Linked DNA regions of Mus musculus: regions 1, 2, 3, 4, 5 and 7 are each linked to region 6. A link is a contact called in public HiCAR-type, HiChIP or PLAC-seq and promoter capture Hi-C data. All regions are on one chromosome and are shown on one strand. Each heading gives the region's core, a stretch centred on a gene start, on an enhancer-like site or on the middle of the called end of the contact. The rest is flanking DNA. Distances are from core to core; before and after follow the strand shown. Region 1 holds the start of Zfp382 (zinc finger protein 382). Region 2 holds the start of Sdhaf1 (succinate dehydrogenase complex assembly factor 1). Region 3 holds the start of Rbm42 (RNA binding motif protein 42). Region 4 holds the start of Cox7a1 (cytochrome c oxidase subunit 7A1). Region 5 holds the start of Nfkbid (nuclear factor of kappa light polypeptide gene enhancer in B cells inhibitor, delta). Region 6 holds the start of Map3k10 (mitogen-activated protein kinase kinase kinase 10). Region 7 holds the start of Thap8 (THAP domain containing 8).

What was found. Promoter capture Hi-C pulls out the DNA fragments that hold promoters and counts their contacts. HiCAR-type assays count read pairs that join an accessible place to other places. HiChIP or PLAC-seq counts read pairs in DNA pulled down with a chosen protein or histone mark. Capture Hi-C pulls out chosen DNA fragments and counts their contacts.
Region 1: a contact with region 6 is called in a promoter capture Hi-C map of liver, with 7 times the contacts expected there. The contact joins the promoter of Zfp382 here to the promoter of Map3k10 in region 6. A contact is called at or near these places in 1 of 39 promoter capture datasets (liver) and 1 of 115 datasets of contacts at active chromatin or transcription factors (astrocytes).
Region 2: a contact with region 6 is called in a promoter capture Hi-C map of liver, with 5 times the contacts expected there. The contact joins the promoter of Sdhaf1 here to the promoter of Map3k10 in region 6. A contact is called at or near these places in 2 of 39 promoter capture datasets (cranial neural crest and hippocampal neurons) and 1 of 9 other capture datasets (liver).
Region 3: a contact with region 6 is called in a promoter capture Hi-C map of hippocampal neurons, with 2.8 times the contacts expected there. The contact joins the promoter of Rbm42 here to the promoter of Map3k10 in region 6. A contact is called at or near these places in 2 of 39 promoter capture datasets (cranial neural crest and hippocampal neurons) and 1 of 115 datasets of contacts at active chromatin or transcription factors (astrocytes).
Region 4: a contact with region 6 is called in a HiCAR-type map of astrocytes, with 7 times the contacts expected there. The contact joins the promoter of Cox7a1 here to the promoter of Map3k10 in region 6. A contact is called at or near these places in 3 of 39 promoter capture datasets (hippocampal neurons, liver and pre-B cells) and 1 of 115 datasets of contacts at active chromatin or transcription factors (astrocytes).
Region 5: a contact with region 6 is called in an H3K27ac HiChIP or PLAC-seq map of double positive thymocytes, with 6 times the contacts expected there. The contact joins the promoter of Nfkbid here to the promoter of Map3k10 in region 6. A contact is called at or near these places in 1 of 39 promoter capture datasets (liver) and 3 of 115 datasets of contacts at active chromatin or transcription factors (astrocytes, double positive thymocytes and stem cell-derived neural progenitor cells).
Region 7: a contact with region 6 is called in a promoter capture Hi-C map of liver, with 4 times the contacts expected there. The contact joins the promoter of Thap8 here to the promoter of Map3k10 in region 6. A contact is called at or near these places in 2 of 39 promoter capture datasets (cranial neural crest and liver).

What each region holds. Positions count from the first base shown.
Region 1 is chr7:30,120,532-30,123,231 of GRCm38.p6, forward strand. It overlaps Zfp382 (zinc finger protein 382), which reads left to right and starts at 1,401. Exons shown (of 5, transcript NM_001081007.2): 1 at 1,401-1,545. The coding sequence starts at 1,503.
Region 2 is chr7:30,320,943-30,323,642 of GRCm38.p6, forward strand. Sdhaf1 (succinate dehydrogenase complex assembly factor 1) reads right to left here and starts at 1,433. Exons shown (of 1, transcript NM_001033140.3): 1 at 467-1,433. The coding sequence starts at 1,387. The coding sequence ends at 1,031.
Region 3 is chr7:30,648,969-30,651,703 of GRCm38.p6, forward strand. It overlaps Rbm42 (RNA binding motif protein 42), which reads right to left and starts at 1,260. Exons shown (of 10, transcript NM_133693.2): 1 at 970-1,260; 2 at 616-751. The coding sequence starts at 1,109.
Region 4 is chr7:30,182,881-30,185,580 of GRCm38.p6, forward strand. It overlaps Cox7a1 (cytochrome c oxidase subunit 7A1), which reads left to right and starts at 1,291. Exons shown (of 4, transcript NM_009944.3): 1 at 1,291-1,365; 2 at 2,205-2,291; 3 at 2,395-2,479. The coding sequence starts at 1,351.
Region 5 is chr7:30,421,963-30,424,662 of GRCm38.p6, forward strand. Nfkbid (nuclear factor of kappa light polypeptide gene enhancer in B cells inhibitor, delta) reads left to right here and starts at 1,313. Exons shown (of 11, transcript NM_172142.4): 1 at 1,313-1,541; 2 at 1,673-1,733; 3 at 2,278-2,489. The coding sequence starts at 2,484.
Region 6 is chr7:27,673,154-27,675,853 of GRCm38.p6, forward strand. Map3k10 (mitogen-activated protein kinase kinase kinase 10) reads right to left here and starts at 1,428. Exons shown (of 10, transcript NM_001290528.1): 1 at 190-1,428. The coding sequence starts at 871. It also overlaps a transcript of Zfp607b not described here.
Region 7 is chr7:30,278,651-30,281,350 of GRCm38.p6, forward strand. It overlaps Thap8 (THAP domain containing 8), which reads left to right and starts at 1,444. Exons shown (of 3, transcript NR_144498.1): 1 at 1,444-1,830; 2 at 1,958-2,049. Wdr62 (WD repeat domain 62) reads right to left here and starts at 1,760. Exons shown (of 33, transcript NM_146186.4): 1 at 1,506-1,760. The coding sequence starts at 1,682.

The DNA of each region.
Region 1 (2,700 bases), core at 151-2,650, 2.4 Mb after region 6:
ACTAAATCGGGGGTGGGGGTGGGGGGACGGGTGACCATAGTAAAACCTGTATATATTTAAAGCACTTTTTGTTTTTGTTTTGTTTTGTTTGTTTTTGGTTTTTTGAGACAGGGTTTCTCTGTGTAGCCTTGGCTGTCCTGGAACTCACTCTGTAGACCAGGCTGGCCTCGAACTCAGAAATCCACCTGCCTCTGCCTCCCAAGTGTTGGGATTAAAGGCATGTGCCACCACTGGCCAGCCTTAGCAATTTTTTTTTTCCTAAAGTATTGGGAAAGAAATCTATTTTGAACAACGTGAGGAAATGGGTTGAAAAATTGACAGAGTCCTGCACTAAGAACAGAGCGAATCAGCTACAAAGTCTAGTACATTTTAAAAATCGCATTTCATCAATACAATAACCTTTTTGATAGTAGGGTTTTCCTTCACAAGAAAATCATACAATTGAGATTAAGTAGCACTTTCAGATGGAACAGTATTTGGTCCAAAATAGAATCAATCGGTGTGGCTTCGTCTATGGAATAACTGATTAATGCATCATATTGGATATAAATCCTTGGAAAATTATTAATGACACATAACTTCTAAAACAATCTTTGGAATCCTATCCTTAGAACTTCAATATCCTATCTTCGCTTGCACTTCAATCTGGGGGGGGGGGGGACGACGACGACGACTCCCATTGTGAGATCTCCATACAAGGCTGTGTGGTTTTTAAACCTGAATCGTCGTTCTAGGTTTCAAATACCAACTTTCTCCTTAATAGCCAAGTCACTCCACGCTGTGTAGTCTGGCAATGTCACCGGTGAGGCGACAGAGGCAGTGACAGAAACCTCAGCACACATTCCAAGAAATCATGGAACTTTTCATTGCCATCCCTTTACCCTCACCTCCCTGTCGGAGGAAGAGAAACCTTATGCGTTCTCTGAATTACCCTTGGGAAAGACATTGCGTACAGACTGAACAAGAATGCAACAGAGGCCACCCCTCGCGCTTTTCGACAGTTACAAGACATAATTCTCAGCCTAGGGTGGTCAAAATGAAATTCTACCAAACTCAGAAGTCAAAGGGGGTGGGGGCTGCGTCGGTCCCAATAGGATCAAAGCACAGTGCTGTCACAAGATCAATTGGTCACAGTATGGGATCGCAAACCGCTCGGTCCGCGTTCAATCACCCAAACCTAATCAGAATCAGTCTCAGAGCTCCCCTGTGGGCACACCCCACACTGACGCAGCCATGCACTCCCGCGCGCGGCCACAGACCGTAGCAGGCAGCTGACTCCCACCCGCCCCAGCCAAGGGGACGCTGGTGCAAGCGCGGGGCGAGGGAGAGGCGCGCGCGGCAACTAACGGGCCGCCCCGGAGGCTCCTGGGAGAGCGAGCCCCCGGCGTGAGTGCGCAGGCGTAGACGGCTGAGCGGAGGCGGGGCGGTTCGAGACGTTGGGAGAGGCTGAGGACCGCAGTGGATGCTCCGGATCTGGAGGGCGACCGAGAGATCGAATCCAGATGGGAAGACCGGGGAGGAAACCGAGAGGCCGAGCCAGGCCTGGTAATTTTGGGGAGGAAGAAGGTTAAGGAAGCGGGACCGGGACACTCAACGGCTGCACAGGGCCTCGGGTGTGGCCCGTGGGCGTGACACCGAGGATGACTGCCGGTGACCCGAAGGGGTAGTTTTCGTGTTAAACTCGAGGACACTCTGTCGCTGGGAACAGGTCCCTGGGCATCACGAGCGTTGCGTGTGAGGATGTGGGGAGCATGTTGTGGTTTGGCTCCCTCAGCTCATCCTGATTATTTGGGGGCGGGAGGGAGAGCCATAAAGTGATCGCGATCTTCTTGGATGTGAAAGCTGGATGGCGGGATTTTGCTTAGGGTTATAGCGGCCTGCGTCTATTTTTAGATTGGGTATGACTCCTGTAGGAGATTGGAGAATTGAAAGTGATTTGTGAACGTGATTGTGAGTGATTTTGCCTGGAATTCTATCATGTTCTGTCCTCGTGAATGACATGTGAAGCAGTAGGTTGATTTTTCTGAAGGATGTTTGAAAGGTTATCACTAAGCACACGTGTGTGTTCTTCTGTAATTTCTCATAATTTTGTGTGTGTATTTTTTTGGGGGGGGATTTTTTTCCCCCGAGACAGGCTGTCCTGGAAATCGCTTTGCAGACCAGGCTGGTCTCAAACTCAGAGATTCACCTGTCTCTGCCCTCTGCCCTCTGCCCCCTGCCCCCTGCCCTCTGCCCTCTCCCCCCGCCCCCCCCCGCCCCCTCGCCCCCCCGCCCCCCGCCCCCCCGCTGTGATTTAAAGGCATGTGCCTCCACCACCTGGCTTGTAGTACCGTTAATATTTAAATGGTTGAGGTATGCTGTGCGATCACGTATGTGTAATTTTTTTTTTAGACAGGTTCATTATCTATACCAAGTTGCCTCTGAACTCTCTCGTAGCACAGGGTGGCCTAAAACTTGGCAGTGATTCCCCCTACTTTAACCTCCCAACTGCTGGGATTCCGTGTGGTGTGTGCACCACCAAGCCTGGAAGTTATGTACTATTTGATTATCAGATTAGTACCAGCAAGCCTGCTTGAGAAAAATTTGAAGTAGTAACTTAGCAAATATAAAGATACTAATGTTGGAATGGAATAGGTAAGATTTTCATAATTCCCCGTGGTGAGGCCAATAACCTGGGATCAGGATGGTAAATAGGAAGTT
Region 2 (2,700 bases), core at 183-2,682, 2.6 Mb after region 6:
CAAACATATGTTGTGGTAGAACATGCCTGTGATCTGGAGGAGAAGGGAGGAGTTGCAGGCCATTATCCCTTACATGACCAGTTTGAGGCCTGCCTGGGTTAAGTGAGTCCATGTCTTAAAAAGAACAAAAACTAAAGCAACCAGGATCACCTTGCTAAATAAAACTGAAGCTGAGAGATGAGCAGAGAGCTAGCCTCCTGTGATGGGGTTACGCAAGTGAGGTCAAAGTCTTATGTAAAAAGTGTCACAGAATCTTTTTCTGTCACACACCAAGCCTTAGCTGGGTCCCCTTTGCTCCCACCTGCCTCTTCAACCTTGGCATGGCCGTACATGCCTATAATCTCAGAGTTTAGAAGGCTGAGTCTGAAGGAGGTGAATGCTGAGACCAGCCTAGGCTATATTATATAACAAGACTCTGTCTCAAAAGAAAAAGCAAAGACCCCTAATAAAAGAATCAACAAGATTGTTAAGACAACAAGGAAGTGAGCACACCTCACTTTTATTTCCTTTATGCAAGAATCCTGAGGACTAACAGGAGTAGGGACTAGGGATTCTCCAAGAGTCTCAGGCTCATCAGCTGAGATGAGCTAGTGTAATCTCCCTCATGAACCCGGTTCTTCACAACGAGTCAGACTGCCAAGTTTCTCACGGTTCATCAGGGTATTCTATTAAACGAGCGCGGCAAAAAGTCTGTCTTCTCCACGTTAAAAACAGCAAGGGGCGGGGAGTGAGGAGGTGGGTGTGTTCTTAAGAAGTCAAGAGAGCTGTCTGTCAAGAGGTGCCACGGCCCCGATGGGAGGAGAAAGTGCGCCTGTGCTCTCTCTTTGACTTTGGGTTGGTGTATCACAGCATGTCTTATGCAGTCCGCCAGTGCCACAGAATGCCCGGAACCTCCTTGGTGAGGGAGTGTCTGATCTCTCACTATGCATCGGGAAAATTCGGTTATCTCTCAAGACATCTCAGCTTCCATTTAGATGAGTTCACGATCCTCCCCAAACTGTCAGAAGGAACCTTCCTCTAGGTCTGTCTGTCACCGTCCATCGGATCGCGTCTCCCGCGCCCCTGTATCTTCACAAGAATTCTTTGGGGCACCACCATCATCCAGCCTGGTCCCCGGGGCTGTCGCGTCGCCGGGCTCTTCAGCCGGACCCCGCGGGCGCACGAAGGTACCCATGGCCGTGGCGTGGCCCGAACGCAGCAGCTGTAGCTGGCGCCGACCCCGGCGATACAGATACTCGATACGCAGCACGTCGGTTCGCGGAAGGCTGGCGTGCTGCCGGAACTCGGCCCGCACCCGCGCCTCGGCGCCCGGCGTCCCGCGCCCGGCGCGCAGCAGCTCGCGGTACAGGCTCAGAACTTGCCTCTGCAACCGGCTGGGCCGGCTCATGACCGCGGCGTCGCGGTGAGGCCCCACACTGGCCGGAAGGACCGCCCCGACACACAGTGCTGAGAAGCTAACGGGCAGGGCTACTGGCACGTCTGCCAGAAGTCCCGCCTCCTGCTCACCGGCGCTGCCGCATCTGATTGGCCAGTACTGCAGTACATCTTGGCTGGCTCTGGAAGTGGGCGGAGTCTCTGGTGCTCCGGGCCACTCTAAAGAGTAGTTTTTGAGTGCCTTACAGTCCTGGATATTTCTGAACTTGAGTGGAAGCATGGGGAAGGGCCTAAGCGGTTAGACTCTGGAAAGAGTGTAGGAGGAGATAGTTCTGAGCCCTCGGAAGATTGAGAGCGAAGGGATCGAACCCGGGGCTCACCAGAAGGCAGAGGGATATTGGGAAGGGATGAGCAGTTTTTAAAAAGATCTTTACTATTTTGGGGGCTGGAACGTGCATAAACTGACGACATGACCGCTCCGTGGTACGGCCAAGCGAAAACTTTTTGTTTGTTTGTAGATATGAGAGAGAGGACAGCCAGAGGCATCTAGAAGAGTCCAAAATAGAGAGGAAGTAGACTGCATAGCCAGGGCTGTCTGCGAGAGGGGAGAGAATATTGTTGAAGTTAAGGATTAGCCACACAAACCACTGGGAGACACCAATGTCAGTAGGGTATCGGAACGGTTTACTGAACACACATATCAACACTGATTAATCAGGGATGCACACCCTAGCCAGTTTTCAGGGCCAGTTTTTATATGGGAAAACCCACGAACAGGTGCATTTGGCTATCTAGACAAAGCCGTACTGTATGACCTTTAAGCTGATTGGCTGGGTCTAGAGGCAGGAAGTCTAGGGAATTTCCATAGGTCTCGAGGCTCCATACAGCAACATGATGTTATAGTCAAAGAACATTAGGTCAGACTAAGGTCATGAGCTACAAAATGAAGGTTGAGGCAGTATAGCAGAACTATTGTCAGGTTTAAAACGTAATAGCAGGAGATAGTGAACAGAGAAAACAGAAGGAGGAGAGAGTGTAGAGAGAACAGTGTGAATATCAGGATAGTGGGAATGAGTAAGTATCTGGGGGAGGGAAGCTAGTGAGCTGGAGGGAATTTAGGGGATTGGAGTTTTAGTCAATGTTCAGTAAACAACTTAAATGAATCTGTCTCATCTTTCTTATCTATGTCTTAATAATAATCTGTTTTACCTGGTGGTGCAGACATTTAATCCCAACACCTGGGAGGCAGAGGCAGACATCTCTGAGTTCAAGGCTAGCCTGGTCTACAGAGTGAGTTCAAGGACAGCCAGGAAAACCCTGTCTTGA
Region 3 (2,735 bases), core at 10-2,509, 3.0 Mb after region 6:
TGTTCCTCTAAATAGTTCCCCCCTGTTTCCTTCTTTCCTCGGCTTCTTTCTTACAGCTGACTATTAAGCACCTGGAATATTATCCATGAGTCTTGGGAATGACAACACAGATATACATTTTAATATTGTTTTGGTTTTTTTGTGGTGGTAGTGGGCTTAGAAAATAGGACTCTGCCAGGCTAAGTGCTCTACCACTGAACTACACCCCAAATCTGTGAATAAAAACTTTCAAGAGATTTTTTTTTTTGTTTGTTTTTCGAGACAGGGTTTCTCTGTATAGCCCTGGCTGTCCTGGAACTCACTCTGTAGACCAGACTGGCCTCGAACTCAGAAATCCACCTGCCTCTGCCTCCCGAGTGCTGGGATTAAAGGTGTGCGCCACCATGCCTGGCTCAAGAGATGTTTATATAGAATAATCTAACACTGCAGAAAGTTCTACCGGACAGGCACTGTAGAATATTAGTTTCCAATGGATTAAATATACTGTCTTGCATCCTGAGTCCCTGGCACTTAAGTGGTCATGCCAGCCAAAACATCAATCGCTGTCCATAGATAAGCCCTTATTGGGACCAAACCATTCTGTTCTCCCGACTCAAGCTGTAGCTCTCACCTTACCTGTTGGTATGTGTTGGTGGCGATAATTGGGCGGATCACAGGAGCTGGGGGGACCTGCATCGCTTCTACCGTGGGCACCGCAGGCACAGCAGTTGGGATTCCGGTCACCGGAGCTCCCAATACTTCTTGCTCAAACCTGGGGGAGCGGGACAGATACCATAGGTCAGGTCTCACCAAGCCTGAGGTGCTGGGTACTTCTCCACCGCGCCTTCATCCCAGCTAATGCCTCCCCGCATCCCTCGGGTCCCACGGCCCCTTATGGAACCACATCTCAACCTTCTGAAGACCTGGAGGCTACAGGGTTAATTGGGTTTGCCCGGGAACAGCTTTTATTTCTCCTACTCAGGGCCTTACAGGGCCATCTCCGCCTCCATTTCTTTCAAGCGTTCCTCGCCGCTCTTGCCCGGGATGCCGACACCAGGCCCCGGGACCACCGGCCCTCCCGCCACCGGGAGTCCCGGAGCCGGCCCTGCTCCGGCCATCGCTGATGCCATAGCCTTCACCGCTCCTTCCAGCAGCCGCAGCGGGTTCTACGGTCGAGTCCCTGTCGTCTCAGGGTGGGAGCCGGCCGATGACGTATGGACTACCGCGACGGATGCGCTGCGTGAGGACGTAGTTTAAGAACAGGGGCTGAGACTTGGCCACACCCCCAGAGCGAGCAAAAGCCAATTAGAGTGTCGGAAAGTCAGGGCCCCGGAAGGGCCTCTAATCTGACAGACGCGGCTGTACGGATAGGCCCCGCCCTCGTAGAGAAAGGTGGGCGAATGAGAGCGAAGCAACGTCACTTTGACCCACCCCGCTGTGGAAGCCGGAACTTTGAGGAGGCACGGAAGTTCGGAGGTCCTTCCAGAAGTTTGTAAACACTGCAAAGCCAGGGTAGGAGTCTTTTGCACTCGGTGGACAGATACACTGCCAGGGGTCAGTTCATTATTCTTTTTTTGAATAAAATTTAATTTTACTGACTACCTCCATGGTTTTCTTTTTTTCATTTTGGGGTTTGGTTTGGTTTTGAGCCCAGGTATGGAACTTCCTAGGTTGACATAGGCTTTCAAGTGCTGGGATTATGGATACAGAACAAAATATTGGCTTTTAAAAAAGATTTATTTATTATTATATCTAACTACACTGTAGCTGTCAGACACACCAGAAGAGGGTGTCAGATCCCATTACAGATGGTTGTAAGCCACCATGTTGTTGCTGGGAATTGAACTCAGGACCTCTGGAAGAGCAGTCAGTGCTCTTAACTGCTGAGCCATCTCTCCAGCCCCCCAAATATTGGCTTTTATACTAGAGATATCTAGAGAGAAGTGTGGAGGTACATGTCTTTAATCCCATAATTTAGGAGATAGCCATGCAGATCTCTGGATTTAAGGTCAATCTACAGAGCAAGTTCCAGGACAGCCAAGCTTAGGCAATGAGGGAGGTGGAAAACAGAAAGCTGGTAATAGAATGGGGTTGGGGGTGGGGTGATGTTCCAGCATGTGGCTCTGGCTTTAGAGTGAAAAAGAGAAGAGACTACTGGGACAATTGATGCTGGTTAGCTGGAGCTAAGAAATTAGCGGTGATTAAGAAGAGACCAGCTGAGCCGGGTGTGGTGGCGCACGCCTTTAATCCCAGCACTCGGGAGGCAGAGGCAGGTGGATTTCTGAGTTCGAGGCCAGCCTGGTCTACAGAGTGAGTTCCAGGACAGCCAGGGCTACACAGAGAAACCCTGTCTTGGAAAAAAACAAACAAACAAACAAACAAAAGAGACCAGCATCTGGGGCTGTAGAGATGGCTCAGCGGTTAAGAGTACCAGATGCTCTTCCAGAGGACCTGGGTTCAATTCTCAGCAACCACATGGTGACTCCCAACCATCTGTAATGGGATCTAATGCCCTCTTCTGGTGTGTCTGAAGACAGTTTTTTTTTTTTTTTTTCTTTTGGTTTTTTGAGACAGGGTTTCTCTGTGTAGCCCTGGCTGTCCTGGAACTCACTTTGTAGACCAGGCTGGCCTCTGCCTCCCAAGTTCTGGGATTAAAGGCGTGCGCCACCACCACCCGGATCTGAAGACAGCTATTATGCACTCATACACATAAAATAAATAAATCATATATATATATGTACATATATATATAAAAG
Region 4 (2,700 bases), core at 41-2,540, 2.5 Mb after region 6:
GAGAAACCCTGTCTCAAAACCTAAACCAAACCAAAAAAAAAAAAAAAAAAAGAAAAGATCTAGGAAGCTTAATTTCAGCTAAAAAAACAATACAAATGCCCCATATTTTTCTCTAAGGGAACAACTCTTTCTCCCTCTGCTCTTTCCATCTCTCCCATCCCCTTCACGACCCCTACCTCCCTACCCTCCTCTCCTCCATCTGTTCACTGTCTATTCTTTTTTATTTTGTTATGTGCATTGGTGTTTTGCCCGAATGTATGTGTCTGTGAGGATGTTGGATCCCCTGGACCTGCAGTTACAGACATAGGTAAACAGCCATGTAGGTGCTAGGAACTGAACCAGGGTACTCTGGACTAGCAGTCAGTGCTCTTAATCGGCAAGCCACCTCTCCTGCCCTCCATTGTCAGTCCTTAAACTGTTTTTTTTTTTTTTTTTTTTTTTTTTTTTGAGACAGGGTCTCTTTACGTAGTGCCTGTAGCAAGGCTGGAACTCACCGTGTAGACCATTGTAGAACAGTGAGCCTCAGAAGTGCAGGAATTAAAGGTCTGGGTCACCACGGCCCGCTTTTCTTTTTTCTTTTTCTTTTTTCTTTTCTTTTTTTTTTTTTTTTTTTTTTTAGTTTTTCGAGACAGGGTTTCTTTCTCTGTGTAGCTCTGGCTGTCCTGGAACTCACTCTGTAGACCAGGCTGGCCTCGAACTCAGAAATCCACCTGTCTCTGCCTCTGCCTCCCGAGTGCTGGGATTAAAGGCGTGTGCCATCACGCCCGCACAGCCCCCCCCCGCCCCTCCCCCCTCCTTCTCTCTCTCTTTTTCTCTCTCTCTCTCTCTCTCTCTCTGTCTCTCTCTCTGTCTCTCTCTCTCTCTCCCTCCCTCCCCCCCTCCCTCTCTCTCTCTCTATCTCTTTAATTTCTTAAATCAGTTCTGGCCTGGTAAATATCTTTATCTGTATCGGGGTGACTCCTTGTTTCCTCAAGAACACTGGGGAAGATCCTGACTTGGCCCTGAGGAAACAAATATGGAAACTAAGGCTCCAAGGTGCAGTGATCACTCATTCAGAAGACAGACATTTATCTCTGCCCTCACTGGCTCCCAGATTATCAGCAGGGTAACCCTAGATAACAGCCAGGGAGTGGCAAGTCCCTGAGCCACTGTCATTGGGGTCAACCCAAATGCGGAAACGATGACTGACAAGTTGGAACACTTTCTCTCTGACCCTATTGGACAAATCTAATTTGGTCACGCCCCACCAGTCTGGGAGTCAGTGGGCGTGGCTTGGGATTCCCTTAGGGTAAAGTGCTGCACGTCCTTGGGCGAAGAGGGGAGGTGACTCGGAGCTGCTGAGGACGCAAAATGAGGGCCCTACGGGTGAGGCCCCAGCACGGGCTGTGTCGGGGTGGAGGGGAACCCCACAACCCAGATGCCTAACCTAAACATGCCAGGATCCGGAGTCTTAGAACAGGTGCACCCTTCAGACTGGGACTTCCTCCCTGGCAGCCTGAGCTTCCAGACAGCACTATCCTTAACATGGTCCAGAACCCTGGGTTTAAGCCTCCGTTTACCCGAGTCCCCCTTAACATCCCAGGGGGCCCTAAAACCAACTCTCATGGAACTTCCAAGCCAGTCTTGCCATCCCTGGAACCTGATTTTCTGGTATTAATCTAGCCCTCTCCTTCAAACCCCATAGCGCCCATTTCACATTCTCAGCACTGGAGTCTCTCACAGCCTGCAGAGAGTTCCAAGCTGTAGCTTCTAGACACCGATTCCCCATCCCCACTCCTTTGTTTGTTTGTTTGTTTGTTTGTATGTTTGTTTTGACACAGGGTCTCCCATAGCCCAGGCTGGTCTCTAACTTGCTATGCAGCTGAATGTCCTTGACCTCCGACCTCCACCTCCCAATTGTAACAACTTATGTGACACCTCCTCTCATTTTCTAAATGCTTACTAAGTAGCCCAGGCTGGCCCCAACTCCTGCTTTCCTCTTGAATGCTGGGATAATAGGCTTCCACCAATGTCTTGACAGATGTCCCCACCCCCAACCCCCACCCCACCCCCGCTCTCACTAGTAACTATCTTGCCTTAAGATATCTTACCTAGTTCTTCATCAGAAATGTAGTCCCCACATCGCAAAGCGCTCCCTTCCTGCGGGATCCACATGAGGGCAGATCTCCAGGTGCTCCCTACAGACCCATCTCCTATCCCTCCAGGTCTCCCAGGCTCTGGTCCGGTCTTTTAGCTCATCTACCAGAAGCCACTTAGAAAACCGTGTGGCAGAGAAGCAGAAGCTCTTCCAGGTAGGCGGGACAGAGTCTCTGGACCTAATGAGGGGTGGGGGTCGCTGGGCAGGTGGAGGTCTGTGCAGGAGCCAGCAACCCTGTTCTCACCCCTCCAACTCAGGCCGACAATGACCTCCCAGTACACTTGAAAGGCGGGGGAATGGACAACGTCCTGTACAGACTGACCATGACGCTGACTCTGGGGGGTAAGTGCAGGACCACTGGCTTGCTCTGGTCATAAGAATAGCCAGGGTCCTCGGGCAGTGGTGGCGCATGCCTTTAATCCCAGCACTTGGGAGGCAGAGGCAGGCGGATTTCTGAGTCTGAGGCTAGCCTGGTCTGCAGAGTGAGTTCCAAGATAGCCAGGGCTACATAGAGAAACCCTTTCTCGAAAACAAAACAAAACAAACAAATAATAATAATAATA
Region 5 (2,700 bases), core at 63-2,562, 2.7 Mb after region 6:
AGTCCTTGGGAGTGTTGGACATCCTTGGGAGTTGGGGTGCAAGGACTGAGAGGCCTGATACCGGGGGTTCTCTAAGAGGACGAAGTGACCCGGACTCCTTCACCCAAGGAGGGGCTGCATTGCATCCTTGAAATTGCGGTTATGGACGCAGGTTTGGGCCTCGAAGGTCGGGCGCTGGACCTCAGGAGTCCACTCTGGTAGAGAGCAGCCCCGCCCTGGGACTTCCCAGAGCACCACTGGTGCAGGGTGCCCGGGCCGAACAGGAATTCCCCGTGCGCGGGGATTCCACGGGCGCCGCGCTTCGCTGCGTGCCCCGCCTCCGAGCCAGACACCTGCGGCGCGCGCGTGCGGAGCGGAACTGGGAGGTGGAAGATTCCCTTGCGTTAGCGCCGTGACGTCAGCGCGCGGCGTCTCGTCTCGAGGGTTTCCGAGTCAGTCCTCGGCTGACTTTAACCCTTCTCGCGCTGGAGTCTGAGCTGGGAAGTCTGGGCTGGGGATTTGCTCTTCTTGGGTCGAGGGAACCGGATTTTCAGGTCTCAGAGGAGACTGAGGGTCTGTACTCTTGGGTTCTGGGTGAATGGATTGTGCCAATGGGATACAGGGGCATCTCCGGGATGGTTGGTCCCTGCTATTCCCAAGTTTGCCGAGGTGGGGGCGGGAGCTTTGCGACTCCAGATCCCTGGATCATTGAGGAACTACACCGCTACTGATTTGGTGGATCCTGGCAGAGAGGCTAGAGCAAGAGTGGTGATCCCAAGACTTGGAGAGGAGCAACTCACCCTTTCCTGTGCTGAGGACTCTGGGCTTACGTTCTACCATCCACCCAGCCTTGCGCCCAGCCCCACATGTCAGATTCTAGAACAGAGAAACATTTTGTTGTTGTTTTGAGACAGAGGTCTCAGGTAGTCCAGGTTGGCCTCTCACTTCGTTTATAGATGAGTCTGGCCTTAACACCTGACCCTCTGCCACCACCTCGCTGGGATTGCAGGGGTGTGCCTCTACTCCTAGTTAAAACAGAGATATTGGGAACCTGGAAATGCCTTTTCGGGAAGTTGAGATTAGCAAACCCCAGTCCTCCACTCCTAGTGTTAGGACCTGGTCGCCTAGGTTGGGATTTTTAACGGATGTGGTGGTGCTTCCGAGGAGCCCGGTGTCTCCGGAGAAGATAGATGCTTCAGAGAAGTGCTAGCCTCCCCACTTCCTCAGTTTCCACTACGGTGGTGGAAAGTTGGTGCGGAGGAAAAGCGTGGAGGAAAAGGAAGGAAATGGCGGAGGCGGGGCCCTGCACTCAACATCTTCTGTTGGCTTTGTAGTTCTCCAGCTCGCTCGAAGGAAAGGAGGGCGCCCACATGCACTCCCAGCCACCCACCGCTGCCACCGAGGCTGCATTCGGGTGACTTAAACATTCCTGATGACTTCCTTCTGTCTTCCCACACACAGTGAGTCGGCCTGAGCGTAGTCACTGCCCAACACAGACGGTAAAGAAGCTTCTGGAAGAACAGAGGCGCCGACAGCAGCAGCCAGAGGCTGCTGGGGTGCCGGTGAGTCTCTGGAAGTCGCCATGTGCGCTGGGGGAGATGGGAGTTGTAGTCCTGACTCTGAGGCTCTGCAGGTGGGGGACAGACCTGGAAGAATCTTCCAGATTCATAAATTCATTTCCTTTACATTGCAGGGACACTTCTCCCCTCCTCTGGTCCAGCCACTGACTCCATCTGTGAATGAGGCAGAGCCAGGTAAGAATAAAGTTAGCTCCTAGCCCAGCTTCTCTTAGACTCAGGCATCCCAGCTCTTAGACCTTTGGGGACCGAGGAGTCAGGCAGCTCTCATTATTCTTGAGCCATATGGGAAATTTTGATGACCAGCCTGCCATCGTTGCACATGTCTATATTCCCAGTACTCCGGAGTTGAGGGGGGGCGGATTGCCATTGGGTTTGAGGTCATGTGGTTTTTTTTTTTTACTAGCAAGTTCCAGGCCACCTAGAGCTATCTAAGACACCTTGTCTTATAACCAAAACCCCTGGAATTTGACGTTGGTTTTCAGTAGCCCAGTAGTCCATGAATAGTGTCCTTCAAGCATCCAGGGTTTAAGACTCCAGGACTTCAGATCCCAGTTGCTTGAGATCCAGTAGGCCTGGCATCGCAGCTTGCTGATGCCCCAGGACTGGAGGACCCAGCTCCTCAGTGTCTCAGGACCTCTGGAGACTCCAGGTTTACCTTCCCTGGCCATGTCTCCAGGCTGTAATAACAGGCTGGTTCTGACCACCCTCTCTGTTTCAGGCCATACTCATTTCCCTGCCTTCCAAGAGACTGTGGATTCCGGACCTGGCAACCTGGCTCCCCCTTCAGGCTTTGCAGACTGGGACCCTAGCATCCATGCTACCTATACAGAGGGCTCTTTCCCATTCTCTGCTTCTGAAGGCTTCCTGACTCCTGATTTCTACCCTCCGTCAGACCCAGGCCGGTCAGGCCCATTTCCCCTGGTGATGGAGGTAAACTATAGGGTGGGGACAGATGCTTAAGGGCCCCTAAAAACTTCTCAGTGGTGCTGAGCCTAGTGGCGCAGGCTTGTCATCCCAGCTACTCCGGAGGCAGAGGTAGAAGGATCAAGACCTACCTGGGCTACAGAATGAGTTCTAGATTGCCCTAGCCACAATAATAGGACCTTTTTTTTTTTTTTCCTAAATAAAGGGAAAAAATAAG
Region 6 (2,700 bases), core at 178-2,677:
TCATTGACCTACTGAATGAAAGAGACCTTTCTGAGCTTCCCTTTTCTTATTAATACAACCAAAGTCCCCCTTCACCTGGCCCTGCTTGCCCCATGCAGTGCCATCTGCTGTCCATTGCCCTTTCCAACGATCTGGGCTTGGCCTCATAAGATTCAGCGGAAGAGTTTTGGGAGAGAGGATACCACTTACTGTTGATGGACTTGAGGTCCCGGTGAATGATGGGCACAGGGGCATCATTGTGTAGATAGTTCATGCCCCGAGCCACCTGCACAGCCCAGTTGACCAGCACATGAGGGGGGACCCGGCGACCTGCCAGTACCCTGCTCAATGCACCTCCCCGAGCATATTCCATCACCAGGCAGAGGTTTGGGGGGCTGAGGCAGGCGCCCCTCAGGGCAATGATGTTGGGGTGCTGCAGGGCTCCAAAGAGCCGGGCCTCCTGGCGGACCTGCTCCGCTGTCACTGCCGGGTCCCGTTCAGGGTCCAGCCGAGCGGCCTTGACCGCTACTTCCTCTCCACGCCATACGGCGCGATAGACTTTGCCAAAGCCCCCGACACCGATGATCTCCTCCAGCTGCAGCTCGTGGAAGGGGATCTCCTGTGGCAGCTGGAGGTCTGAGGGTGCGGCGGGTGCAGCGGGGGCCACGTAGTTGCTGGGGAAGACGCCCACACGGCCGCTGGGCAGCTGCCCTGTCCACCAGCCCTCATCTCCAGACACCGCACAGTCCTGGGAAAGCACCTGGACGCGGTCGCCTCTCCGCAGGGTCAGCTCCTCGTCGCCCACCGCCTCGTAGTCGAACACGGCGGTCCACACTGGCCCCGCGGGGGTCGCGCCCCACTCTCTGGCCGCCGCCCCCTCCTCCTCCTCCATGGGGGAGGGGCCGGGGGCTGCGGGAGGCCGCTTCACGCAGGCTGCCCGCGGAATGCTGAGCGCGGGGCCGGGAGGCCGGGATGGGAGACAGTCCCTGCGGACCCCGGGGGGCTCCTGGGGACCATAGCTGGGGGAGGGGCCTCCGCTGGAGCGAAGGAATTAAAAAGAAAAAAAACCCCAAAAACCTAAAAAACACCTTTTTCAAACGATAGGACCGATCCCTCGGATTTGGCTGTGCAGGAGAGGCGTTAGGTTCACCTGTCCCCAACGATGTCAGGGCGCAGGGAGGGCCGGGTCGAGCGGGGCCCGCCGGCGGAGGCCGAGGCCGAGGGCAGCAAGCGGCCGCCCCTCCCCGCGCCTCTCACCCCGCGCAGCTCCACCGGCGGCCCCCGGCTCCGCATCCTCAGCCACGACCGCAGGGCCGGGCAGGGATGGCGGCGCCCCGGGGGCGGCCGCCCCGGGATGGGGTGGCGCGCCCCTCGGCCTCCTCACGCGAGGAACGCGTGGGCGGCCCCCATCCTCCTCAGCCGGCTCCTGGTCGGCCCCCTAAGTCCCTCTCCCCGCCGGGGCTCTTGGCGGTGTCCAGTGACGTGTTTATGCTGCCGCCGCGATGCCGCCTGGGAGTTGTAGTCCCAAGCTGCGAGGCCTTGGGTTCGTCCCAGGCTACATGAGCCCTGGTCCTTAGGCCCTATCTCCTATCAGGGCGAATGAACCAACGCTTTCTACAAGCCCTGCAGGAGACCCGTTCATGTTGGAGTTCACGGTAACTGACTCATTTAGCCAAGGGAAACATAGGAGCTGAATGAATGGAGATTACGGACCGATACTCCTAAAGCGGTTCGGACAAGGTTCGCAGGATAGTCTCTAGGGTCCCTGGCTGGAAGTGCATGCTGGGAAATGTAGTTCGTTCGTGGACCATTGCGCTCCTTGAACCACCTGCTTCAGAGAGCAATGGGTGACTGGAGCAAGTTAACGCACAGACTTGTGCTGCCTCTTTGGGCAGGAGCAGGCTGGAGGGCGAAGTGTACTGTCTCGAAGATTTCATAGCCAGATTTGCTTGCCTCACCAGCTATGGGATCACTGGCATCTGCAGTAAGAACTTGTCTATACTCTTCTGCCTCCTATAATGAGCTTCAGTTTGGAGAGAGGGGGCTGAAAGGAGGGGTTTCCGGGGGTGGGGGCTTTGCTCAGATGATGTCATTAAATCTTCACGAAGAGCCTCATTTACAGGTGACTCAGAGAAACAAACTCACTTTGTTCAAGATTGCTAAATTATAAATGGCAAAGCAAGAGTCAAGGGCAGTTTAAAAGAAATTGAAAAATTGAAAAACAAACACTGTCAGTGATCGTATTTTTAAATTGTGTGTGTGTGTGTGTGCGCGCGCGCGTGCGTGCGTGCACGCACCCAAAGAGGGCGTTGGATCTCCTGGAAACTTCAGTCACAGGCGGTTGTGAGCCACCCCATGTGGGTGCTGGGGACCCAAATTCAGGTTCTCCGCAAAAGCAGCATATGCCCTTTAGAGCTGACCCATCTTTGCCCCCTACGGTAACTAAGATTCTGGTTGAGTTTATTTGTGGGACAGGCAAAGAACTGACTGAGAGGGACAAAGGTGTGCGTGTGTGGAGCTTTATTGAGGCAAGCTGACAATCGCTGAGTTGGGAGTCGTTACAAGGGCTCTGTGTTTAGCATTTTATAAGACTTATGGGTCCTCTCATCTTAACATTTTGCCTAGGCATTTGTCCTTCTAACCTTTCTCTAAGGAAGGAAACAACCCTGGCAGGAAGGCCGTTTCTCTACCTGCCTATATATTTTTCTAACTTATCCTCAG
Region 7 (2,700 bases), core at 194-2,693, 2.6 Mb after region 6:
AGGAAAACAAAAACCTGTTGCTTTGGGGCCAGAGAGGTAGCTCAGTGTCAGAACATGGTCCAAGAATGGACCCCTGTGAGATTTGGGTGCTTGTAAGAAAACTCCAAGAAACCAAGCCAAGAATCTCATGATCTCAGTTTCTTCAAAAACACAGAACTGAATTGTTCCTGGTTTTGTGCCCCTCCAGGTGTAGGAGATAGGAGTGAGTCTATTTCAGATTATTCATTACACTAAGTATTGTTATTTCTTTATATGTCTCGATGGAAAAACATGTTTTTGCCATGTGTGTCACTTGTCCTTGTGACTCCTCTTAACCCTCAGGGTACAAACTGTCTGCTGCTCAGACTAAAGTTGGCTACTACAGGAGACTTTAGCTTGCCTCATTTATGACTCCATTCTCCCAGGTCCCACTGCCTCTAGACTAGTAGCCAATAGCTCCGTAGGTAAAAGCCCTTGGGGCCAAAGCTGACTCTGGGAGAATGAACTCTCAAAAGTTGACCTCAGCCAGTCTGGTCTACACAGCCAGTTCCAGGTCAGCCAAGGCTACACGGAGAAACCCTGACCAAAAAAAAAAAAAAAAAAAGTTTTACTAATAGCATTCCTTCTACCCAAAGTCATTTCTTTCTGTGACTCAAATTTTGTGGAACTGTTTTGTACACCCTGCTCCCCAGGCAGCAGTGCTAAGATTTTTACATTCTCCATAATTTTAAGCCGTAAGTAGATAAAAATCAGTTCTAGTGAAGGAACAGGAAAGAAATCAGGAACAGAAAAAGGAAGGAAGACCAAGAAATGTTACGCAAATAAGCCAGGCAAGTACTCCGGAGGCAGAAAGGTAGATCTCAGAGCTCACAGCCAGCCTGCTGGTCTACAGAATGAATTCAGTCACAAAGAAATCCTGTCTCAAAAGGAAAAAACAAACAACAAAAACAAAAAACAAAAAAACCACAACAATATAACAACAACAACAAAACCCACAACAATATAACAACAACAAAACCAGGGGAATGTTAACCAAATAGGGGCCTGGAAGAGCACACCTTACCCCGAGGCGCTACAGAGGAGGCGTGGCAAGAGCCAACAGGCCAGCCTCTCGCTCAGACTCCGATACAGCACACTGGTGGCTGCAGTGGTCCCCAGCCCTATTCCAATAAAATCAAAGACACACTGGAATGAAAGGGATAAGTGTCTTAGGTCACTCACTGAACAGTAAAGTGATATTAGAGATGATTTGTAAATGCAAAACCATTTCCCGGGAGTTAGAACTAAAATAAAGCAATGTGCCAACTCTAAGTGGAGCCAGAAAGATGGGCAGCACCAAACCCTGAAGCCAGCAGGAACGCAGGGGGAAAGCCTCTGCCAAGGGGGCGGGGCTTCCGGACCAGGCGGGCCTGGGAAGCCGCCTGAGGGAGCAAATAAAGAAGCGATGGGAGGGACCGAGGCCCCGAGGCGGGACCAAGGTGGCAGAGAAGCCCGGAGTTGGGTAAACAGGACGACCAGCCTCTCACCCGGTTCTGCACAGTGTCCTCGGGAGCCGCCGCGAGTCGCGTCCGCCGCCGGAGGCAGAGCGGTGGGGCAGGAGGCGGGGAGGACTGGTTTCTCCGCGCCGGAACTCCCGCCATGACAGAGGACAGCTTTTCTATCGTGTCACTCCGCGTATAACCTCCGGCCGCTAAGGCAGCCATCATGCTGTCGGAGACCAGTGTCCGTTACGCTTCTTAACAGCCGCCTGTAGCCAGCACCCACTCGAATAGCGAATGGCCGCGGGAAAGCCGGCGCCACCGCCCATTGGACGCAGCCGGCACCCCGGCTGGCCAATCACAAAGCTTCCGGGTAGGCTCATTGCCCAATGGGAGATAAGAGGCGGAGCTAAAGGAAGGTGGGGCCAGGGCCTGTCTATTTCACTGCTTACTGAGTCTGGCTGGGTTTCTCTACTAACCTGTGCTTTCTCTGTTCATAGACACACAGCTTTTAACTTTGATGGAGCTCATCCTGTCTTTTGCAACAGTCCCGGGAAGTTATTCAAGCTGTACCAGTCTCATGGATATAGGGGTAGGGTGAAGCCAAAGAGCCGTGGGCTTGGGGTCGGGAACAACACCGCCCTACTCTTGCCTATACAAATAGTGAGGTTTAGGATTGCGAAGATTGTAGCCAGCTGCTCTCCATCCCGTGATTGGGGCGTAGCCGCGGTAGCACGAGGAACATTTTGTACGCATGCGCCCTCAGTTTCCCCTGTCACGTGTTGCAGTGTTGCTCTTCCCTGGGATGACGTGAGGCGGATGGATTGCTCGGGGACCCGGACAGGGTTTGGCCCAGACTCAAGTGTTATTGCTGACTGGGCAGGACTGGCCAGGGTAGGACAGCTACACATAAGTACATTAGGGCTCCAACACTTTGGGGCGCCTGGGCAGGGACAATTGGCCTGGGAGATTCGAACATGGGGCGTGGCCCTGGGAGGGGCGGGGTTGGTCCAGCTTTGAGTCTTGGGAGCTACTGCTATGAAGCTGTAGATAGTTCATTGCTACCTTGGGAGCGGAAGGGGTGAGAGGGATGTGCACACACATCATTCTCCCTGTTCATTTTTTGGCTTATTTTTCTCTTTAAACGGTTTTCTGGGGCATCACAGGTTGAGGTATGCAACGGTGTCCCCACCACTAGAATGTCAGCCCCTCCCTGAAGCCAACAAATTTTATCCCATTTCCT